2 separate regions of the Gossypium hirsutum genome follow, and region 1 is linked to region 2. The links are chromatin contacts, called in public Hi-C maps. All regions are on one chromosome and are shown on one strand. Each heading gives the region's core, a stretch centred on a gene start, on an enhancer-like site or on the middle of the called end of the contact. The rest is flanking DNA. Distances are from core to core; before and after follow the strand shown.

Region 1 (5,606 bases), core at 176-2,675, 77 kb after region 2:
GTATAATTTTGTTTAGAATTTTGTAAACAATTTTAATTCCTAATCTAATTATATCTTTAAAAAATTAAAAATAAAATTCATCATAGTTAATTATAGCTGTAATTCACCCAATTCTCAATTCATTAAAGATTGGAGCAAATAGTGCTTGAATTATATTTAATCCCTTAGGTGTCACTAATTATAATAGACAGAAGTATAATTATAAGTAATTACACCCATATTTAATTATTATTGTTTTATAAATACATCCTTAATCTTATCAAATTTAAAAGGTATAATAATTTATTTGTTCATCCGACTAAGAAAAAAGTCATTTAATCCCTTCATTTAAGTTTTCGTAAGTTTTTAGTCCTTAAACTTTTGTTGTTTGTCAAATCAACCCCAAAAGAATGGAAAAGTTAACATTTGTTAACTTTACCTATATAACATATACGTGGATTGCCATATGGATGTCACGTCTACAATTAATTAATTTTTAAAATTAAAAAAATAAAAATTATTAAAGAAGTATAATTTTTTTAAAAAATTTAATCAATTGATAATGTGACATATGCATGGCAATTTACGTGTATGCCACGTCAATAAAATTAATAAATATTTACTTTTCCATCCATTTTGGATTTGATTTGACAAACAATGTAAGTTCAATGGTTAAAAAAAAAAATACAAAGCTAAAATAATTTTTTTATAAAATTGAAGGGTAAAAAAATGATTATATCAATCTAAAAATAGTATTTATTTTTAACATATTAAATGAGCCACTTTAATAAAAGTAAAAATGGAAATAGCTGAAGTTTCAATGCAATATACATCAAATAAAAGCTTTGATAATATTAAAATATATAATCTTATCTCTAACAATGGAGAGATTTGTTTTCATCCCACCAAATCTAAAGTCACAACTTGCCAAGCAGCGAGTTAAAGAGGCTGAGGTAACAATCGCAAGTGCATGTAAGACCCAACTCATTCATTCTGAAAAAGGGGGAAAAAAAGATTTTAAGTAATAATTAAAGCATCCAATCATGGGCTTAAATTAAATTGATTGGGTAGTGACAAGTGAGCACTGAAGCAATGAAGAGGAGGGGAAGGTTCCCATCCATGGTGACAGATGACACGCTGGGATGGACCCTCAGCAACCAAAGCAAAGACAAGCCAACAATCATCATAAATCATGTAATTCAATTTGGACTCTTGAGATTCTTAAAACTTTTACACGTACTAGTAGCGAGACGTGTTGGCTGTTGAAGCATTGCCTTTTTCCATGATGCTGCTTTATTATTATGATGTACTTTTTGGTCCCACTCCAACCAAAAATGACTGCCATCATTCTTTGCAAAGTGCACCAATCAAATATAGATCCTTGGACTGTAGGTGTCACTATCACAACTGGGTCATCCCATGCACTTGCAGGTGAGGTGAGGTGACCATATAGCTTACCCTTCTTCCTTTCTAATTGCAGTTCAAGAAATATTGTGTGCTAATGCTATACAGTATCCTGTTACACATCCACGCGTGAGGCTGCACCCAACCCCACCCCACGGCAATTGCCTGCTGCCTCTCTTTTTCCTGTTTTCTTAATTTCAGCCGCAATATTGAATCCACAGCTTGATGCCATTACAGATTTTGTGACTCAGGATGGAAAAAAAAAAAGCAAAAATGAAGATTGAAGGAAAAGGCCACAAGCTTGGATTGCTAATTATTCCTCTGAGAGAACACTATCTACAGAATATCTGATGCTGAAGCTGAACTTTCAGCCACAGTATCAGGATCATCTAAGACTCAGCTTGATTTGCATAGTCCAATGTACCACATTATGGATATAAAGTAATCCCTTGCACTCTCTCCTTAAAGATATGAAACTAACCTCATTTTGTTTCGTATGCAAAAAGCTTTGGCACCCATGTTAACATCAGCAATAGCCTAATATGCTTGGAAACTGCTAGTATATATAAATGAATTAAAAACCATGTATTTGATACTTAATGATTTAAAAATTTTCAGTTTTTAAGTCTTAACTCAGTTAGTATTAATAATATTTTCAATATAGGAAGATGTACATTCTAGCATGCTAAAGCACATTTATTCTCCTATTTAAGAGTTGAGAAGGGGTTATGGATAATTCAAGCATATTAATTTTACTTAAGTCACACTTCAAGAAAGTCCAATTCAATTTGTCATATGCTTTGGATTTTTTTAAAAGATTTACAACCGTCCAATAGAATTAATTCTTACAAACATTGAACTAAATAATTAACTCACTCCAATTAATTAACTAACCAGAATAAATATGAATAAAAATCACAAATTATATAGGATGTGACTCAAACTATGATTTTAAAGTTTGTCAGACTTCAACATTGCAATTGAACCAAAATCCCATTAAACCAAGGACCTCAACTTTACCAACAAAGGTAGATTGGAACTTAGAAACCAAGCTTTTCATGATAGGCCTCAATCTATTAACCAAAACTTTGGAAATAATTTTATAAATGGTATTAATAGAAATTCAGTTTTAAATTATGAGTAAATGGATGTCAATAACAATAAAAATAATCAAGTTTCAACTCAATTTGGTATTAATGATTATTTTTCAAATACTGGGTTGAATTGTCGATTTTTTAAAGTTGAGCTTAAAAATTGAATTTTAATTCAAATTATTGGCTCACATTTCAAGTTTAGTTGTTATATTTTGAGCCCAATTAACTTGGTCTAAATTACTGGAGATAAATATTTTTTTATACAATACTTAAATTTGTACATAATATTATGTTTTCCTGCACTGACAACAATATCTCATTGATAGTTATTTCGAATCAAATAACCCGTTAAATTTAGAATTAAGTCTGATTAATTTCAGATCATTTGAACCTTATTAAAATTAGCCCAATTACATAGATGAATATTTGAATATCCATTTATTGGGTCTGGTCACATTTGATTCAAATTCATTAAAATGCTTAAAGCCCAATTTCTTCTTTGGAATTCAGATCAGGATTAAGGTTTTAAGGTCATTTATTATGAGTCATCTTGTATCTCATTAAATAAGTTACATTTTTATTTTTAATAAAAACTTTCATCTTTAAATCTTATTATTTAAAATTTGTTATGAATAATGTTGGAAGTAAAAATACCGACCACCAAATCTATGAAGAGACCGAAGCGTGCTTAAGAGAGAGCCTTTGCTTCAAGGATCAAGAAGGTACCTTATACACCCATTGACGCAAATCTTAAGCCTATGATAGAAGCATGACACTTACGGTACGTTTGGTTCATTGTAATAGAATAGGGTTGTAATTGAATAGAGTTGTAATGGAATAGAGCTGTAATCAGTAATTCAATTGTTTGGTTGAATGGAATTGAATAGAGCTGTAATAGAATTCTTGTGTTTAGTTGAATGGAATAGATGTTGTTATTAAATGACCAAAGTACCCTTAGCAGAATTTTTGTAGATAGATGATTATTGTTATTAAATTTTAATAAGATTATTGTCCAATATATTTTAATAAAAATAAAAATAAATAATTTAATCATATTTTAGCATAATTATTATTAAATACAATTTAATAAAATAATATATAATTTAATAATATTCTTAATATAATTATTAATAATATTTAATAATAATTTTAATATAAAATTATTATTAAAAATATTTCAATGCCTAATATATTTGCTTTAATCTAGCTTCTCACCTGTTCTCTTAGGTCACAATCATCAATATAAAAATGAGTTTAACATACGATATGATAATCCTCTAATGACATTTTATTTTAATAGTCAATTTTAATAGAAAGCATATTTTTTATATTTTATTTTATCCTTTTTAATAACATGATAACAACAATTAATTATAAGGTATACTCTTTAATAAATTAATTATTTATAGCAATCTTTTGGTGAAATAAAAACCTTCAAATTTTACATAAAAATTACTAAATTTTAGTAACATTAGTTCTTTTCATATGTGAAATAACAAAATAAAAACTCATAGTCTTTTGTTATTCAAAAACCATAGTCCTTAATTTTATGTTATTCAAAAACTCATAGTTCTTTATGTTATTCAAAAACATGAAGAAAACTCGATATAAATACAGAAGGAGCTGAGATCCGCAATCCCTTTGTCTCAAAAGCCATTCCTCATTTTATGTTAATAAAAAACTCATAGTTCTTTGTGTTATTCTCGTATAAGAAATAGCAAATTCTCTCCATAGCATTGGCTTTTCTTAGAAAGTCAAACTCATATTCGATCTTGACAACACAAAGGATAAATAATTAACGATAATCAGAAGAAAAAAGAAATCCAAATCCAAGTGGAACGATACTCTCAATTTACATAAATTTGAAAATACATAAAAGAAGGATAAATGTGTTTTGCAAGGAACATCAGTGTGAATACAAATACCTTCTTTTCCATTTTCTTGGTAACGGAAAACAAATTAAATTTGACATTATTCTTCTGAATGTATAGTGCAAATGTTTGCAAGTTACGGATGTCGGTCATCATAAGATCCCGGATTCCCAGATGTTGCACCTGCCATAAACTTGAATGGTCAAAATCACATAGACAGGTGAGGTTTTAAAATTATTTTCAAGGGGACTTACTGTAACGCCCCTTACCCAAGACCGTTGCCGAAGTCGAGCACAAGGCACTACTAAACTTATTTGAGCACTTAACCAAATTCAGATAATTTATATCATACTTTTCAGACAAGTTGTCCAACTGCGTCATAGTTGCTAAATAATTCATATCTCGAGTTATAAAACTCGAAATCTAAATCCGTAAATTTTCCCCGAATTTATACTCATATATCTACTTACCAATTTTTTTCTAGAATTTTTGGTCAAGCCAATTAGTACAGTTTATTAGTTAAAATATCCCCTGTTTCAGGGTTTGACTACTCTGACCTCTGTGTATTACGAATCAGATATCTCTCTGTACAGAGCTTCAATGACTATGCCGTTTGTCTCTAATAAAACTAGACTCAATAAGGAATCTGTACATATAAAGTATGACTTCTAATTATCTTTTTAAAATTTATGGTGAATTTCCAAAGTCAGAACAGGGGATCCAGAAATTGCTCTGGCCCTGTTTCACAAAAATTTAAACATCTCATAAAATATAGCTCATATACCTATTTTGCTTCTTCCATATGAAAATAGACTCATCAAGATTCGATTCCATAACTTATTCATTATTTAATTCCATTTATACTATTTTTAGTGATTTTTCAAATTCAAACTACTGCTACTTACCAAAAACTGTTTTAGTACAAATATTGTTAACTAGTTTATAACATCTTTACTTCAATTCATTCAAACTCTATACATGCCATATAAATCTTTAAACATAAAACAAAAACTACCGGAATTGATCTGAATAGTGTGCCCTGTTGTGTTGATCCGATCTACCAACTTCTCTTTAATTCAATCTACAAAAGAAATTATCAAACACACACAAGTAAGCTTATTGAAGCTTAGTAAGCTCATAGGCATAAAAACACAAATCATATCAAATATTGTACACAATCATAAATCTATTAGTTTAACTATTTCATCCTCCAAATCACAATTTCATTAATAACTCATTGGAATAATTTCCATATGGC
Region 2 (5,021 bases), core at 2,133-4,632:
AAGGCGGCATGAATACTTCAAAAGGTTGGGATTATACTCTGTTTGGCCACTGTAATTTCACATCAAAAAAAGTTAAAACGTCTACTTCAAAGTGGACTGCTCAGTGAAATATAAAATCATGTACGAAATTACCTAAAGCTTGGAAGTGACAATGTGATGGATGGGCCCATCCATTTGTTGAATTTCGGTGTAGGCACTGCAATCACCAAGTTTTTAACCAGAAAAATACCATAAAATCTATCACAACAATTATTAACGCCAGAAGCAAAGACAAGATAAAATAAATTTGTCCCCCTTCCTGAGCATGATCATCAGGTGTGTTTAAGCATAATGTGAAGCGAATTTAATTTATGTACACGATAATGCACTGTTTCACTTGGGATGAAGGTAACTCCAAGGAACCAGGATGGCATTACCCAAAAGTTAATTCTAGCCTATAGAACAAGTGCTTGACTAACTAACCGAAAGCTTTTTTGTGAAACAAAGGCATGCAGATTCAGATATAAAACAGTTTAAAGCTTGCCTTGAAATGGTAAAGCACAGAAAAGCATTCATTTGATAAGCCAACCTCTTGGGCAGATTCTTTTACTAACAAGATAAACTCTTGTTTAGGTTAATTACATTTGGCTTCTAAATCTTACAGGAAAATGAGGAAAACAAGTTATTTCATATTCTTAGGAAGGATATTCTTAGGAACTTCCAAATGCCATGAGAGTTCAGCACATAAGTAGGATCAAGTATGAACTCACCATCAGTCATAAGTTTGATATTACAGAGATCTGATGAAGCAGGACCCACAACTTCTGTCACCTGAACGTCCATGCAATCTTTTGAGTGGCAGATTGTTGTGCCAACACCAATCATGCTTAGAAAGCCACCAAATTTGTCCTTTGTTTGTCTAGGAACTGGTGTAATTCTCTGTTTTCAAACAAAACACACAAAACATGATTCATAAACCAATAATAAACATGAATTGTATTGCCTGTGGCCTAGCAACATATAAAGAGCTAAATTGCAATGTGAAATGGATTTTTCAAAGCAGACTTTATTCTAATTAATACCATCAATGTTGTAATTCAGCGAACCTCTACTGGAAAAGAGCTCATCTTGACAAAGAAGTTGACACATGTACACTTACAATTTTCATGGTGGTATACAAATTTAGACCAATCTTATAGGCAAGAAAATTGTGCCAGAGCTACAGTGAGTCTGGCAGAATGAGGACTACCTTTGAAAATCTGGCTACTTGACTTGGAAGCCCTACCTCCTGCAACAAGACCAGGGGAAAAAAAAATGCAAGTTCAAACTTCAAGTAGTAGAAATAAAGGAATTATGTGCATTAGTTACTTTAACAATGCCCCTTGATCACGGTGTAGAAGGAGCTCTGCATCCCTATGTTGAACCATTGGAATTGCAGGAGTGAAGGTCAACTTGTATGTTGGTGTAGAGTTAGAATTAAAGCTGTAATCAAGTAAATTTGGCCAGAGATCTAGTTTTCGTTGCTAAAAGACCATTCTAAACTTCCATGTCCTACCTTGCGTCCATGGTGACAAGCTTCTTCACTGTTTACAAGAACCCTGGCTGCCCAACTGTTCAAATTTAAATTAAGAAAAGAAACAAGAAGCAGAGGCAATTAGTTTGAGTACAAAAAGGAAATAGAAGAGGAACAACTATAAGACAAGGCATGAATGAAAATGATAATTTGACAGTCCATCCATATTCTAATGCTTCTATACAAGTCCATTAGGTTCTGATAGGAAACAAGTACAAGGCAGTTAGGTTTTATTGAGTGGAACTAGGTGATCCAAACAGTGTAAAGTGATCTTCTTCCTGATGCATGAACCTGACACACTTCCTACAGAAAAATGGCAAGTTGCTCATGCCACTTGAGGAAGATACTTGCTACTATACCAAACGTGACTAATACCACTGAATGATTCCTATGGAAGCATAAATTAATGAACAATTATAAGAAAAGCCGCATAATATAATGAGCAATAAGACACAATTCAAGTTATAAAAGTTTGACTGACCAACATAGTTAGCACATAAAGTGAAACGCAATTGAGTGGTGGGCACCACCTTATTTTTTGCTAGTTCAAGCCAAACCTTGAGGAAACTGGTACATGAATACCAAGACAGAACAGCCCTGACCTGACTTGTAAAGGCTTAAGGCCAGCGAATTCACTCAACTTATGATGCATTTCCTCCATACATGATATGTATAATTAACTAATTTTTTTTAATCAATCTCAACGAAAGAGGGGAGAACACATACGCGCAAGACGTTGGGGGATTCCACACAATTCCTGCTATCACCACAAGCTGGCAAAGAAACAGTTGACATGTGATCACTTTTTACTGGTCAATATTTTCTCTCAATACCACCTAATACATGATAAAAACGTTAATTGAAAATGAGAGTACGAAACCTCATCAAACACCCCAGCAGGGCTGTCATCGTAGTTGGCAAGGAAAAAACCACCCAGTGTGTATCTGCATTGTGCATGCCATGATTAATTTGTGAAAAGCAAAAACCATGAAATTCTGAAACTCCACAATCAACCCCCATAGAATTTTTAAGTAAATACGACTACCCAAAAGCTTCAACTAGGCGTAACTCCTTGGGTATGAATGCTCTAACAGTTTCAGCTTTGACAAGATGGAGTTGATACAAGGCACTGGGATGAAATTCAGACAAATTCAATAATCACATCAACATATATATATACATATTAACCAAATAATATGGATAAAAAGCTTAGTAGGTTTGACACTGACACTTGACCTGCCTTTGAAAATCCAGGGTGGATTGCCATAGCCTGGTGAACTTTTTGTTTCTCCGAACCCCATGAGACTCGCAGCTGGGAACCTAATTTCTTCAACAGCAAGGAGATGCCAAAAAAAAAGCCGAACCCAAATGATCCCACCACCCAATATGCAGAACAAGGAAGTGGAACCAACTTATGTTATAGCAGAATCACAAAATTAATACAAAATTATATATGGCAAGAAGGAAGATGGAAAAGCAAGCAAGCAAGCAAGCAAGGGAAGAGTAAAGAAGAGTGTGTGTGTGTGTGTAGCGGAGAGAAAGAGAGACTAATTTGAAAGCCAATGAAAGAGGAATTTAAAGAAGTAACCGACAGAAGGAAGAGAGAGAAGGCACGATAGGCAGGCGGTATTTAAGTTAAGAAGTGGATAGACTTTACTTGCACATCCTTTCATTTCATCTAATTCTGAGCTTTTCTTATGGCTTGGCGCCAACTGAATGTACCATCTCTAACTTAATCTTCCCTAAATCCATTTCCTGATCCGGATAAGATTTTCGGTGTATATCAATTCCTTTGATTTATCTTGGTCTTGATGGTGGACTGGAACCTTTAACCACAAAATTTTAAATCCATGATTTTAGCTTTCTTTTAAGCTTCCCATCTACAACAATTTCTTACCCATGCTTTTTCTATTATTACATTTTTCTCAATATGACCGACTTGAATTTTAGTTAAATTATCACACCCATTTTCTCCCCTATGTTTTTGTTTTAACTTATACTAGCCACTTAATTGCATATAAATTTTAAAATATTTTAATTACATCTTAAATTATTAATGTTATATCAATTAGGTTATTTAAGCCATTAATTTAACTGTCAAATGATAAGCTAAATCTTATATAACTTAATTTAAAATGAAAATTTTAAAGAAATAAAATTTTGTAGCATAAATTTTAAAAATAAAAACTAAAATTAAAAACAAAAAGAGTAAACAATAAAACTTTTGTAAAAAAAAATTGAAAACCTTAATTATGCTTTTTAAAACATTCATTTTTGCAAAATTCAATTCATTCCTTTTTTTTTTCTTTTTTAAATTATATCATATAAGATCTAACCTATCATTTAATAGTTAAATTAACAATTTTAGTAACGAAATGATGTGATTGATATAATCTCAACAATTTAAAGATATAATTAGAATGATTTAAAATTTAAAAATTAATGGGTAAACTACACCAATGGAGGTTATATTTTAGTCACTTATGTTTGAAATGTTATGTTTTTTTCACTTACGTTATCATGTTGTAACATTTTAGTCACTGAGCTGTTAATTGTTATTAATGGCGTAACGGTAAGCTAACGTGGCACGTTAAATCATCATTTCAAACAAAAATTTTAAGTTAAATTATACAATTGGTCTCCATATTTTTTCATTTAAAGTAATTTAATTTTTTCTTTTATGATTTTTTAACTTTTCTTTTCTTTTTTTTCCATTCAATTTTGCTTCTCCTTCTATTTTCTTACCTTCTCCATTTTTTAAAGAAATGAAGAAGGTAGGAAAACATAGGGAGAAGCAGAAAATGATGAAAAAAAAAAGGAAAGTTAAAAGATCATAAACGAAAAAAAATTAAATTGCTCAAAACGAAAAAATATGGGGATCAATTGTATAATTTAACCTAAAAATTTGTTTGAAATGATGGTTTAATGTGCCACGTTAGTTTGCCGTTACACCGTTAACTACAATTAATAACTTAATTACTAAAATGTTACAACACGATAACGTAAGTGACTAAAACGTAACATTTTAAATATAAATGATTAAAATGTAAGTTGAGGTAAAAAAAAAAACCATAAATGTAATCTATTCAAAACTATTTTAAAGATGTTTATGCAACTAGGATCTTTTCGTTTTATGGATTAAAATTCCTCTTCCAAAAATAAACCATTTCCTTATTTACATATTAAGTAATCTAATTATAAGAATAACTGATAATTATTTGTTATCATTTATTTTTTGTTTCATGATAAAAAAAATTACAAATATTTAAGTTTTATTTATAATTTTAGAAATTAGCTTTTCACTGTAACTATTGATTTAAAAAGAAATAACAACTTTGTTTTAAATATTATTTTCATTACCGAATCACGTGTTAACTTTTCTTTGTGCTGTACTTTTTTCCCTAAAAAATATAATTTTCTATTTAATTTCCTCAACCAACTTGACGTCTTTCGTAGTTGTCAAAATAAA

The links. A called contact is a pair of places that touch in the nucleus more often than the background predicts.
Region 1: a contact with region 2 is called in a Hi-C map of leaf, with 4 times the contacts expected there. The contact joins the enhancer-like site here to the promoter of LOC107952012 in region 2. A contact is called at or near these places in 17 of 34 Hi-C or Micro-C datasets (anther, callus, fibers and 4 more).

The regions. Positions count from the first base shown.
Region 1 is chrA03:104,567,411-104,573,016 of Gossypium_hirsutum_v2.1, forward strand. LOC107886723 (a long non-coding RNA gene) reads right to left here. Exons shown (of 4, transcript XR_005918058.1): 3 at 5,364-5,606; 4 at 4,308-4,531. Among protein-coding and RNA genes, the nearest start is that of LOC107886723, 9.1 kb to the right of the region's middle. Within about 2 kb of position 1,426, at least 4 of the 9 cell types and tissues checked have an H3K27ac peak or open chromatin away from gene starts, as enhancers often do. A contact at or near this core is called in hypocotyl and leaf, where this site is marked.
Region 2 is chrA03:104,488,478-104,493,498 of Gossypium_hirsutum_v2.1, forward strand. It overlaps LOC107952012 (protein NEOXANTHIN-DEFICIENT 1), which reads right to left and starts at 3,383. Exons shown (of 10, transcript XM_041100447.1): 1 at 2,789-3,383; 2 at 2,598-2,681; 3 at 2,433-2,496; 4 at 2,279-2,325; 5 at 1,535-1,589; 6 at 1,229-1,267; 7 at 750-918; 8 at 133-196; 9 at 1-49. The coding sequence starts at 2,853.